Regions from separate parts of the Rattus norvegicus genome. Here all the other regions are linked to region 2. Evidence: chromatin contacts called from public Hi-C data. All regions are on one chromosome and are shown on one strand. Each heading gives the region's core, a stretch centred on a gene start, on an enhancer-like site or on the middle of the called end of the contact. The rest is flanking DNA. Distances are from core to core; before and after follow the strand shown.

Region 1 (2,700 bases), core at 141-2,640, 230 kb after region 2:
GCGAGAAAATACAACCACGGAAGGGAAGGAAAGCAGGAGGCAGAGGTGGCTTGCCACAGTGTCGACACAAGCGCGAGTTGGACAGTCAGAAAGCACCACAGCCCGAGGCCTCTGGAGAAAGGAAACTTGCAGACATGTTGACCTCAGCCTCCCAGCCTCCCGAGCTTCGAGCAAGCACATCTCTGCTGACTAAGCATGGGAGTCTGGGCAGACGGAGACACGTCATGTGTAAACCAGAAGGGGGCAGCTCATGAGACTCAAAGTCCACAACCACTCCCCACCCCCTCCAAGCCACTTCCTCCTCCTTCTGAAGTCTGCACACCTCCCAAACAGCGCCATCTGCAGGTAACCAAGTGTTCAAACGCACGATCCTAAGGGGGAGCAGTTTACATCCGAATGCTAACACACATGTGTTGAGGTGCCGAGGCCCCAAGCCAAGCGATGGCAGACAACACGCCCCGCCCCCCCCCCAGCTGCAAGGGATCAAAAGTGGATCCTTCTCCGGATCCTTGGAGGGAATGCAGATCTGTGGACACAGCCAAATGAAAGTGCTGTCAGACTTCTGCCCTCCAGACCCACGAGAGAATGAAACTGTGGTCTGAAGGCATCGAGCTTGGATCTTTTGTTACAGCAGCTAAGAGGACATTATACCTAAGCTGACCACTGTGAGCTTGCAGGTCAGAACCAGGAGTGAGTGTTAGCTTGGGCCAATTTCTGACCCAGTACTTGTCAGAACCAGTCTAGTCCGGGTCCAGGTCAAGAGAGAGCTAGTTTGGGCCACTGAGTACCTGAGCCGTGGAGCTACCAGAAAAGGGAGAAACCCCACAGGGAAGAGCTACAGGTAAAGCCAAGTCTAGAGACCCAGTCCTCACGCGCACTCCGCTCCTTGGGAGGCTGAGGCAGGAGGCAAATGAGTACAGGCATTCTTGGGCTGCAGAGGGCATTCAAGGACGGCCCAGTGAGACCTTGTTTCAAAAAGGGAAAGAGAGGCTGGGAATACCGGACAGTGGCAGAGCCCTTGCCTGGCCGAGGGCCTGGGCTCCATTCCCAGCACAGGAAGAAGCTAGAGGTAGAAAAAGTCTCAAGCGGCCACACAGAAGGGGGTTAGAGAAGGGCCAGGGGCAGGTATCGACTTCAACCATACTCAAAAAAAAAGTGCCACCCCCTTCAAACCCCCCCCACTACCACTCCCCAACCCCATCGGACTGCCCTGGCCTGTGGCCCCTTGTCTACCTCCAACCTTCTAAGCAGGGAAGTGGGTACCAGAGCCAGACAGGAAAGGGGTGGGGGACAACCAGCCTTGCCTCTTTCCCATGCAGGCCTAAGCAGGCTCAGCTGGAACGGGGATGGGAATGAGACGTCAGAATTTAGAGTTTTGACTAACATCTTGGCCCAGACCCTGAAATTCCGAATTGGGACTGTTTTCCATTGAAAGTGACCACTGGCCCAGACTGTTTCCTAAGAGCTGCAGAAAAGTGTGAGCTTGCCAGGGTTTTTTCAGCCTCAAGCAAGGGAACTCGGACTTGGCTGGCTGAATCTTAAAAGGAAAATAAAGAAGAAAAGCAGGGGTAGCCTTCCAAAAGCTTGGGACTGGGGTTGTTCAGCCTGCTGGCTGCACAGAACCCAGTGAAAACAGTTCAGCTTCTCGGTGGAGCAGAGAGCAGCCCAGTTCCCCGAGAAGGGGGAAAAATGCAAATTTGTTTTCAGTATCACTTACAAGCTTCCTGAGTGGAGCCCTTGGCCTGGCGTGGCTTGCATTGACGTCAGCGGAGTTCACCATATCAAGACAGCTGTAGCTCCTTCCTGGCTGAGGCCCCAGGGACAGAAAACACATTGGCTTTGTTTCATGGGAGATTAGAAACATTTGCTGCCTGGGTCATAATTCACAAGCCCTGTTATCACCGGAGCCGGGAATGCTGAGCAGAAAAATAAAAAGTAAAAAGCACCACCCAACATCAAAACCAAGGGGAGGCAGGACAGGTAGCACAGGCCTATCATCCAATTACTTGGGAGGCTGAGGCAAGAAGATCATAAGTTCAAGGCCAGGCTGGACTGTGTGCAGAATGAGCTCTCATCAGCTTAGTCAACTCATGGAGCCAAAACTCATGGACTAAAAACAGAAAGTAAGGAGAGCTAAGTATTGCCTCACATCAGAACTGAGACCTCAGAATCACAGAGTTGGGGGTGCAGTGCAGTAGACACCCGGGGAGGCCTCAGAGACAGAGATCATGGCCAAACCTGGGCACTCTATCCTTGCCTGCTCTCCTGAAGGTAATGTGAGAGGTCATGTTGGGATATGTTCAGGGCTCTAGGAAACCCATCTGAAATGCAAGTTCCCTGTCTCCTGGAATGTATGAGGAGGGCCAGGTATGGGTAGCCTAACCCAGGGGAACCCCAAGCCTCTCGACTCCCAGGAAAATGTCAACAAGGAGGGACAGACAGAGAAGATGGTGGCAATACGCTAATGTGGCCTGCCCCTGGGTCATCAGACAATAGAGCCCCTCCATCTGCTTTGAACTTGGAATGTGTGTGCGCATGTGTGTGCGTGTGTAAGAGTATGTGAGGGAGTGTATATGTAAGTGTGTGTATTGTGTGACTCCCTGTGAGTGTACGTGTACATGTGTATTAGTGTGCATATGAGTGTATGTATGTGTGTGACTGTGTGTGAGTGTGAGAGTGAGTAAGGGAATGTGTATGTGA
Region 2 (2,700 bases), core at 54-2,553:
AATCCCCATGTCTCAGTCTCCTAAGGATTAGTATCACAGGTGAATACCAGCGTGCCTAGCTCAGCCAGCTGTCTTAACTTCCCGAAGACTGGAGTAGAGGTAGGTGGGGAGACCAGCCAATGAAGGTGCTGGTCAGGATCCTGCCAGCTGGACTGAGAGGCACTTATCACAAGGAATGCATCAAGCAGCAGCTCAGGGATGGAGGAGAGGATGGGGGAGGGTTTCTTCCCATCTGCCTCTGGCCTCAGGCTCACTTCTGTTTCTTGGACTACCAAAGAAAAGACCTCCATTTCTTTTTAGACGGGCTTTATGCAGTCTCAGTCTCTCTCCCCTCCCCAGCACCCCCAACCCCCCAACCCCATTCATAGAGTCGACCAGCCAGCCATGGCCAACCTGCCCTTACATAAGACAGAACATTATATAGAATCCTTCTGAGCTGAAGAGGCTGCAAGGGGAGGGGGTGGGAAGCAGTCATTTGTTTGTTGGTTCAGGACAGGACTGTCTACTTCAGAAGTCTCCAGGCTTGTTATCCCAGCTACGCCGAGGAAGCAGAATTGCACGTTTCCAAAGCCAGCCGGGGAAACAGAATGAGGTGAAAGCCTGTCTAGACAGCCCAATGAGACTCTTTCTCCAAATAAAAAGTAAGGAGTCTGCTGAGGATATAGCTCTGGGATGGAATGCTTCCGAGAGGGCACAAAGCCCTGTACCATCCCCGGCACAAGAGTGACAATAAACTTCACCAGAATTCAGAAAAGACATGAAAGTAAGACGATGCTCGAAAGGTGTGCCAAATGGATGGGGCTAGCCTGGGCTACAACCCAAATGCCCATCTCCCATCTCAAAGGAAAGAAATTAAGACCAACAAACAGACATCGACAGATTGCCCAGCAAGGGAACAAGGAAATACGATGATGCTTAAGAGATGTGCCAAATGGATCGGGCTAGCCTGGGCTACAAACCAAGTGACCTCTCCCATCTCAAAGGAAATTAAGGCCAACAATAGAACTTGACAGATTTCCCAACAAGGACAGTGGCCTTCCACCGACAACCACTGTACTGGTAGATTATGTCGTATCCCTTTAATAGTGCTATAGGGGCACCTGCTTACAGACGGAGAAGGAAGCTTGGAGTGAATGTCTGGCCCTGGCCAGCCGTCCTCAGCCAGCAATGGGCCTGCTGAGTCCATTTCAACTGAAATGAGATCAATAGGACTCATTTTTTTCTCCTGCTGGCTCCCGAGTGATTCATGAATCAGAAAACTAGTTCATGAATCAGAGTGGGGCGGGGAGAGGGGGGACCATTTGTGCAGTCGGCAAACCTCCATTTCTTTCACGAACCTAGCTGTGAGTTGCATAACACTGCCTGGCACTTGCTAGTTGAAACCAGTCTTTTTCGGAAGCTGCTTTACTCACCTATTTTCCTTCTGGAAAGGGGAGGGAACGCCGTGTGTGTGTACCGACTGTGTGTACTGACTGTGTGTCCAGCCGTCTTGGTAACATTTCCATGACAGAGGACGAGTATGTGAGTCTGCATGTGTGAGTGTGTAACAGACAGCCTTTGACCGGCCTTGGGGCCCCTTTAAACCTGAACGAGAGCCAAGTTCTTCTCTCCGTGGAGCTGCTGAAGGAAGCTTGAGATGGGGCAGTTGGAACGCATATCTCTGCAAGGGCTGATTACAGCCTACTAAGGAAAATGAGATTTTTATCTCACAGGAATTCAGTTATAAAAATAAAATACAGCGTCTGGCTTGATTCAGCTAAATGCACAAGTGCCTGGGTGTTTTTAATTTAGTAAGAAAAAAAAAAAGAAAAGAAAGTCCCGGATGATGACCTAAAACACTGCATTTAAAGAGGGAAAAAAAGGGGAGGGAGGGGAGAGGAAGGCTGCAGGAAGTGTGTGTGTGTGTGTGTGTGTGTGTGTGTGTGAGAGAGAGAGAGAGAGAGAGAGAGAGAGAGAGAGAGAGGCAGGCAGGGAGAGAGTCATGGAAGACTGGGGTGGAGGGGGCGGGACAGTGAGAAGCCACCCTGCTGGCACTTGAATGCAGAGGGTGATGTCACCAGAGCAGTTGGAGCGCAGGGGAGAAAAACAACTCTGAAGCAGTGCTAATCCCCGTTTGCTGCCCTGAAGGGAATGGACGGTGGCCAAGGCAGGGAGTTATGGGAAACCATATAAGGGTGCCAAGCAAGCTTTGCCGCCAACATTAGGAACTGACAGCTTTGTTCTCTGTCACTTGGCCGCCGGCCAGAGGCCTCATTTCAGCTCAGCAGCGTGACTACCCTGGCCGGCTGCCAGCCCTGTGCTCAGAGCCCTTTCCTCCCAGGGCTCTGCTTTTTCCCTCCTCCGTCCCTTTGCCAAACATGCAGCGGTTACTATGGCAGTGGAAAGGAAAGTTAAACACACACACACACACACACACACACACACACACACCCCAAAGTAGAGGCACGCCTTGATCCAGATGCACAGGCAGGCAGGCAGCTGTAAGCAGAGAGAAAGGCAGTTAACCTACCCAGTGGGGCCTGCAGGAAGGAGGAAGACACCTCACTGTGAGCTGTGGCCGGCTGCTGCTGCCGCCGCTGCTGTCACTGGGGACAGACAGGCCTCACTATGCACCTTGTGGAGGGAGTGGGGCTGGCCTCCAGGCCTTGTTTCTTTTTTCTCCTTCTCTTCCTGAGGTGGAATATGTAATACCGAACGGGG
Region 3 (2,700 bases), core at 6-2,505, 150 kb after region 2:
AACAGCCAATCAACTGGACAGGCAATGAGTCCAACACCTTTGGGGCTTTTTGTGGCCCCAAAGACTTCATTTACATCCCCTGTCCCATTTTAATATTTAGTGAATTGACAATGCTAACTGTATATATTAACAAAACATAACATGTTGTCAAATCTGTATACATGGTATGAAAGTTACATCAGGGCAATTGGCCTATGTATCACATAAAATATTTATCATTTCTGTGTACCAGAACCCCTTTCCCTTTTTAAACTTTCTTAAAATACTTGATACGTTGTTTTCAACCTTAGCGGCCCTACCATCCTACAAAAACATTAGAAGTGATTTCTCCCACCCACTGCTCCCTAGCCAGGTTAACGACCCTCTCCTTCCCCCAGCCCATAATAAGCAACCATTCTACTTGAGACCAACTTCTCAGCGTCTACTAAGAAGGCTATAACAAATACACCTGAAGCTAGGAAGCTTGAACAACACGAGGAACCTTCAAGTCTGAGACTCGAAGTCCAAGAGCACAATACTGGCTGATGCTATTCCTTGCAAAGGCCTCTTTGTGGCTTCCAGAAGAGCATCTGGTCATTGTGTCCTTATGGGTGAGGACCCATGTGTGCTGGATGTGGCTCCTGTCTTGGGAGCCCTGTACCGTCGCCCAAGGACCTTGAGGGCCTGGCCCAGGCTCCCCACCCTCTCGTGTGAATGCCATTCAGGTTTTTTTGTTCATTGTTGCCTGCCGGACAACTGGGAGTGTTTTCTTTGGAAAGCCCAGTGATCCGGCATGCTGCCCTTCCTCTGTCCTGAACAAGCGCTGTTTAATGGGCGGCCACGATTGTTTTGGAGATAGGCGTCTTTTCGAAATAGGAGGAGGCTGTGTGCCTTGGTTACTTTGGCCACCTTCCTTTATTTTTTCTGGAAACTCCTCCCCATGTGTGAAGACGGTAGGTGTCAGGGACCTGTAACAAGCACTCATTCAGCATGCAAGACCCAGCCCTGGGAAGCCTAGCAAGACCTCACATCAGGGTCCTGAGGAGGCCAGAGACAGAGAGGTGAAGGCAGCAGAGCCTGGGAAAGTCACACCCTATAGTGTGAGCCGACTTTGCTGGCTGTTTCGGGACCTGCAGACAGGGAGGCCTGTGAATTCCAAACACAGTACACAGGTCTTTGGCTTTCCTCAGGCCCCTTCCTTCCTGTCCCTCGGCCTGACCCTCCCCTCCTAGCAGGCCCTTCCTGTTTCGGGGAAGGTCAGCTTGTGGTGGAAGAATGGCCATTGTTCCTCCCTCCTCCTGGTCCCCACTCACATCCGGTCCCTGGTCTCTAAGTTCCCCTTCAGAACAGCCCGACTTTCCTTCTCAAGAAACCTGAGAGACGAAGGCATTTCCTGCCTGGCTACCCCGGTTCCCACCCTCCGTTTCCAGCAGCCTTCAGGCCTGCCAGACCATCAGACTCCCTGCTTTTCTGTGTGGGCAGCCCCACGCCTATGACTTAACAGCTCGGCGTCTCTTTCCTCACATTCTACCTGTCCCAAGATATATTTACCTGGGATCTCAAGTGAAAAGGCAGATGGCGGAGTTCCGTCACCAACACCCTCATGTTGGCAGATGACAGATGCCTCACTGTGGGCTGGTGGCTCTCTACCATGACGTTATGGCCAAGTGAGCTCCAGGGCCTTTCCTACTGGGTGCCTTCTATACTCCCTACTTGATCCCCAACTGCTCCTGCCTGGGGGAACAGGAACCCTTTCTTTTGTCTCCTCACACTAGGGACAGACCCAGGCCCCCCTGTTCTGCTGTGGGATGATTTCTTGGTCCTCTCCACCTTAGCTGCTCAGAGGTCTACCTCCTTTCTGTCACTGACCGTGCATGTACTGCTCACAAAGGGCCAGAGTCCTCTCCAGTGTGTCCAGAGCTACTGGAGTCCCGGGAGATATCTCTGACCACTCCTCACTTCATGATTTATTCAGAAATAGTCCCCCTGAGCAGCTCATGTAGGAGACATTGGCCCATGGATTTGTGTGAGCCCCATTACATCTCAGGGGCCCGGTTGACACACCGTCACTCCCAAGATGGCAGATCAAAGAGACAAGGCAGGAGTCATAGGGGGTATTCTGAAGCTGTCCCCTTTAGCCCCTAGAGACAAGATTTATTTGTGGCAGTTCAGTGACTCCCCTCTGCTACTGGGGTACACACATATGTCACCTCTGCACCCACCGAGGTCAGGATGGGTCCGTGACGTCTACATTCAGCCTTATTCCCAGTCCCGTGGACACTGAACTAATCTCTAAGACAGCAAGCATCAAGGATTCCAGCAGACTCTGCTGCACCATTAAACTTCATCAACACACACAGACATCCACTTTCCCTCTGGCCCAAGGTCTAACCAAAACATCGTCTCTTCGGGCTGTAGTGAAGATTAAGCCGAAAGCTTTGTTGACTGTACATGCAGTCGCTGGCAGATGCTCACCGGGAGCATCCTGGCCGATCCTTGTCATTTGTCCTCCATGTCATGTCAGCACGCACCAGTGTGAGAGCTAAACAGAGCCACTATGAAGTCCCAAAGTGTCCCATTGCTATTATTAGGCTGTGACAGGCTGTCAAGCCAGGAGAAGTGACCTGGCTCAGAGGACTTCAACCTCTGAACAAATGTCGTCATCTCCCCGAGTTCCTGAATCCACTGTCACTAGGGTTGGGACATTCTCTTCAAGAGCCA
Region 4 (2,700 bases), core at 136-2,635, 190 kb after region 2:
GCTTGAACTCTACCATCTCGGTGATGGAACCGGCTGTTTCTGGAACTTCAGGTTGCAAGTTACTATTGCCAGATCGTATTGGTGAACAGGAACTGTATGTCCAGATAGCAGAACCTCTCAGGGAGAGAGGCTTCAACAAAACACCATAGAACCTGCCGGGGCAGCAAAGAGGACTTCCAGGAGGGAGCCATTTTCAGTATGCTGTTTTAGATCTGTACATGTATGTGTGTGTGTCAGACTGACATATGTGTGTCCGGGCCTGGGGAGGTCAAAGGTCAACCCTGGCTATCATTCTTCCAGAGCTATTCATCCTGGATTTTGAGACAGGGTCTCTCACTGGCTCTGACTCACCAATTAAGCCAGGCTGACCAGCCAGCCCAACCCGGAGAGCAGCCTGTTTCTATTTCCCCAACACTAGGATTGCAAGTCCCACACACAGTTTTTTATGTGGGTTCTGGGGTCTTCGTGCTTGTGTGGCCACCGTGTTACCAGCTGAGCCATCTCACCAGTACTAATCCCTCATTTCAAGTGGAGGAGGCTGGCAACCTCCTGGAAAATCACCTTCCCCTCACAGAAGCCAGCCAGGCTGCAAACTGGGCCTTCTAGAGGCAAAGAAGAGATCGCAAGGGTGCAGGGAGATCATGAGGGCACGGGGTGAGGGTGGGGGGCAAGCCTGAGCAAGCACAGCCAGTCATGTGACAACCCCAGCAGCTGCCCCAGCTGCAGAGCTGACCTCTCTGTCCCCAGGGGCCCTTTTTCATCAGCTGGATCGATTTACTTTAGCTACAGTGCCCTCACAAGCAGGGACTGAATTATGACTCATGGAAATCCCCCTCTGTATCAAGGAATCAGGTAGCTTTCAAACTCTCAACAATTAACGGCTCCTTTGGTCAAAGGAGAATGTGAGGGAGGGAGGAGTTGGTGGGGTGGGGGCGGGGGCGGGGACGGGGGCTGGCAGGGGGTGGGGTGGGGCAGCAAGCTATGGGTTTCCAAACAGGCTGCTCGGTTTCTAGTAAATTAGAAGGGGTGGATGGTGGAGGAATCAGTAATGTTACCCTGTAAAATGCGGTCTTCTTTAACGTCAGCAAGATGTTTCTCTCCCTTTGTCCTTTTGCCCTCCTTCCTCTCTCCTTTCCCTTCCTGTGTCCCTTCCCTCCTCCCAACATCTTTACGTCACAGAGGCACGCTGAAAACAGCTCTGAGTTTTACAACACGGCTTCCAGACTCAGAAGATTCCCCCACACTGACAACACGGAAGGGCAAAATGCAGGCTGTAGTGGGAGGCAGACAAAAAAAAAAGCTCATGTGACTCAAAGCAGGAAGCAGGACACATTGCTGGGAGGAGGCGTCACCACCACAGGCCGTACATTCCTGCCCTGCCTGGCCAGGTTAGCCATCGCCTCCAAGGGAGCATTCCTCTGTGGCAAGAACACTCACTGGTCTCAGACAATCCTGAAATAGAATCTTGGAGAGCATGCGTCCTGCTCTGAGGCCACTCAGCCTGGTGTCCTGGCTCCCCCTGTCTCTTCCACGGAGATGTATTCTCCACACATCGAACAGTAACAGCTGCCCTCCTGTCAGAACAGAGCTGGTGAAAAGAGGATTGCAAGGCTAGCCAAGCACTTTAGAGCCAGACCAGAAGTGCTGCTGTTTCCACTTAAATTGCACTTGCATGTACCCATGCACACATATAATGCATGTGTGCACGCACAGGTTCATGTACATATACCCATGCACATATATAATACATGTGTGCACACACAGGTGCATGTACATATGCACATGCACACACATAATGCATGTGTACACACACAGGTGCATGTGCACATGCACACACATATATGTATATATGAAAGTTTACACACACACACATGCATGTACACATGTGCATGGTGCCTGATTGCTTCCACAGAGCATGCTGTAGGTATTAGAGGGAGTCACTTCCTGGGTGGCTAATCTCAGCAAGGCCACTTGTCTCTGGAGTAAAAGGACTCTTTTTTTTTTTTCCTTGCATGCAGCTTTTTTACAGTTGGATTACATATGCATTATGTACGTGAATATGACGTGACTCTTGGAAGACAGAATACATATATAATATGAAGTGGGTTGGTATGGGAAAGGAGAACTTAAAGGAGCTGGGGGAGAGAAGTTGGGAAGAGGAGGGAGAAATGGGGTGGGGAAGGGGATGTGGGGGAGAGGGGTGGGGGAGGGGAGCGAAGGGAGAAAGATAAAGTGTCATGTCTTCTCTCATATATGGAACTAGATTTAGCTATATTCCCATATATAAATGGCAGGAAAGCAGGAGGCCTTATTTAGAGGGAGGGAGGGAGAGGGACAATGACTGAGGGGCAGGGGAAGGACAGGGGAGGGCAATAGGGAACAAATATAAAATGTATGTATGAAAATGTCACCATGAAATCCATTATTTTATATACTAAAAAAAAATGCTTCAATGTTTCTTTTAAAAATAAGTAGGTTTTAAAGGGACAGGTGTATGGGATAAGGCCTTGACCACAAGGGTTTGTCCTATCAGGCCCAGATGAGGTTCCAGGTGGGGGCGGGGACAAGCAAAGGACAAACCTGGATATCCTGCTGGCCCCTCCATCCTCTGTTCTGGAGAGCAAGGGTATCAGGAGGTCTCAGAACAGGGAGCATTTCGTAAGCCCCAAACAGCATGAGATCATGGGGAAAACACAGACA

What was found. A called contact is a pair of places that touch in the nucleus more often than the background predicts.
Region 1: a contact with region 2 is called in a Hi-C map of prefrontal cortex, with 3 times the contacts expected there. The contact joins two enhancer-like sites. A contact is called at or near these places in 3 of 12 Hi-C or Micro-C datasets (liver, prefrontal cortex and psoas muscle) and 1 of 1 datasets of contacts at active chromatin or transcription factors (oligodendrocytes).
Region 3: a contact with region 2 is called in a Hi-C map of liver, with 6 times the contacts expected there. The contact joins two enhancer-like sites. A contact is called at or near these places in 4 of 12 Hi-C or Micro-C datasets (hepatocytes, kidney, liver and 1 more).
Region 4: a Hi-C map of liver shows a contact between it and region 2, with 6 times the contacts expected there. The contact joins two enhancer-like sites. A contact is called at or near these places in 12 of 12 Hi-C or Micro-C datasets (the A7r5 cell line, the Rat2 cell line, Schwann cells and 7 more) and 1 of 1 datasets of contacts at active chromatin or transcription factors (oligodendrocytes).

The regions. Positions count from the first base shown.
Region 1 is chr19:71,773,676-71,776,375 of GRCr8, forward strand. No RefSeq gene overlaps it. Among named protein-coding and RNA genes, the nearest start is that of Tomm20, 57 kb to the right of the region's middle. Within about 2 kb of position 1,391, at least 63 of the 93 cell types and tissues checked have an H3K27ac peak or open chromatin away from gene starts, as enhancers often do. A contact at or near this core is called in prefrontal cortex, where this site is marked.
Region 2 is chr19:71,541,753-71,544,452 of GRCr8, forward strand. No RefSeq gene overlaps it. Among named protein-coding and RNA genes, the nearest start is that of Irf2bp2, 81 kb to the left of the region's middle. Within about 2 kb of position 1,304, at least 88 of the 93 cell types and tissues checked have an H3K27ac peak or open chromatin away from gene starts, as enhancers often do. A contact at or near this core is called in Schwann cells, hepatocytes, kidney and 2 more, where this site is marked.
Region 3 is chr19:71,693,961-71,696,660 of GRCr8, forward strand. No RefSeq gene overlaps it. Among named protein-coding and RNA genes, the nearest start is that of Tomm20, 140 kb to the right of the region's middle. Within about 2 kb of position 1,256, at least 31 of the 93 cell types and tissues checked have an H3K27ac peak or open chromatin away from gene starts, as enhancers often do. A contact at or near this core is called in hepatocytes and liver, where this site is marked.
Region 4 is chr19:71,726,951-71,729,650 of GRCr8, forward strand. It overlaps LOC102547807 (a long non-coding RNA gene), which reads left to right. Exons shown (of 6, transcript XR_010060536.1): 4 at 1-852; 5 at 1,180-1,388; 6 at 2,019-2,700. Among named protein-coding and RNA genes, the nearest start is that of Tomm20, 100 kb to the right of the region's middle. Within about 2 kb of position 1,386, at least 82 of the 93 cell types and tissues checked have an H3K27ac peak or open chromatin away from gene starts, as enhancers often do. A contact at or near this core is called in Schwann cells, hepatocytes, kidney and 2 more, where this site is marked.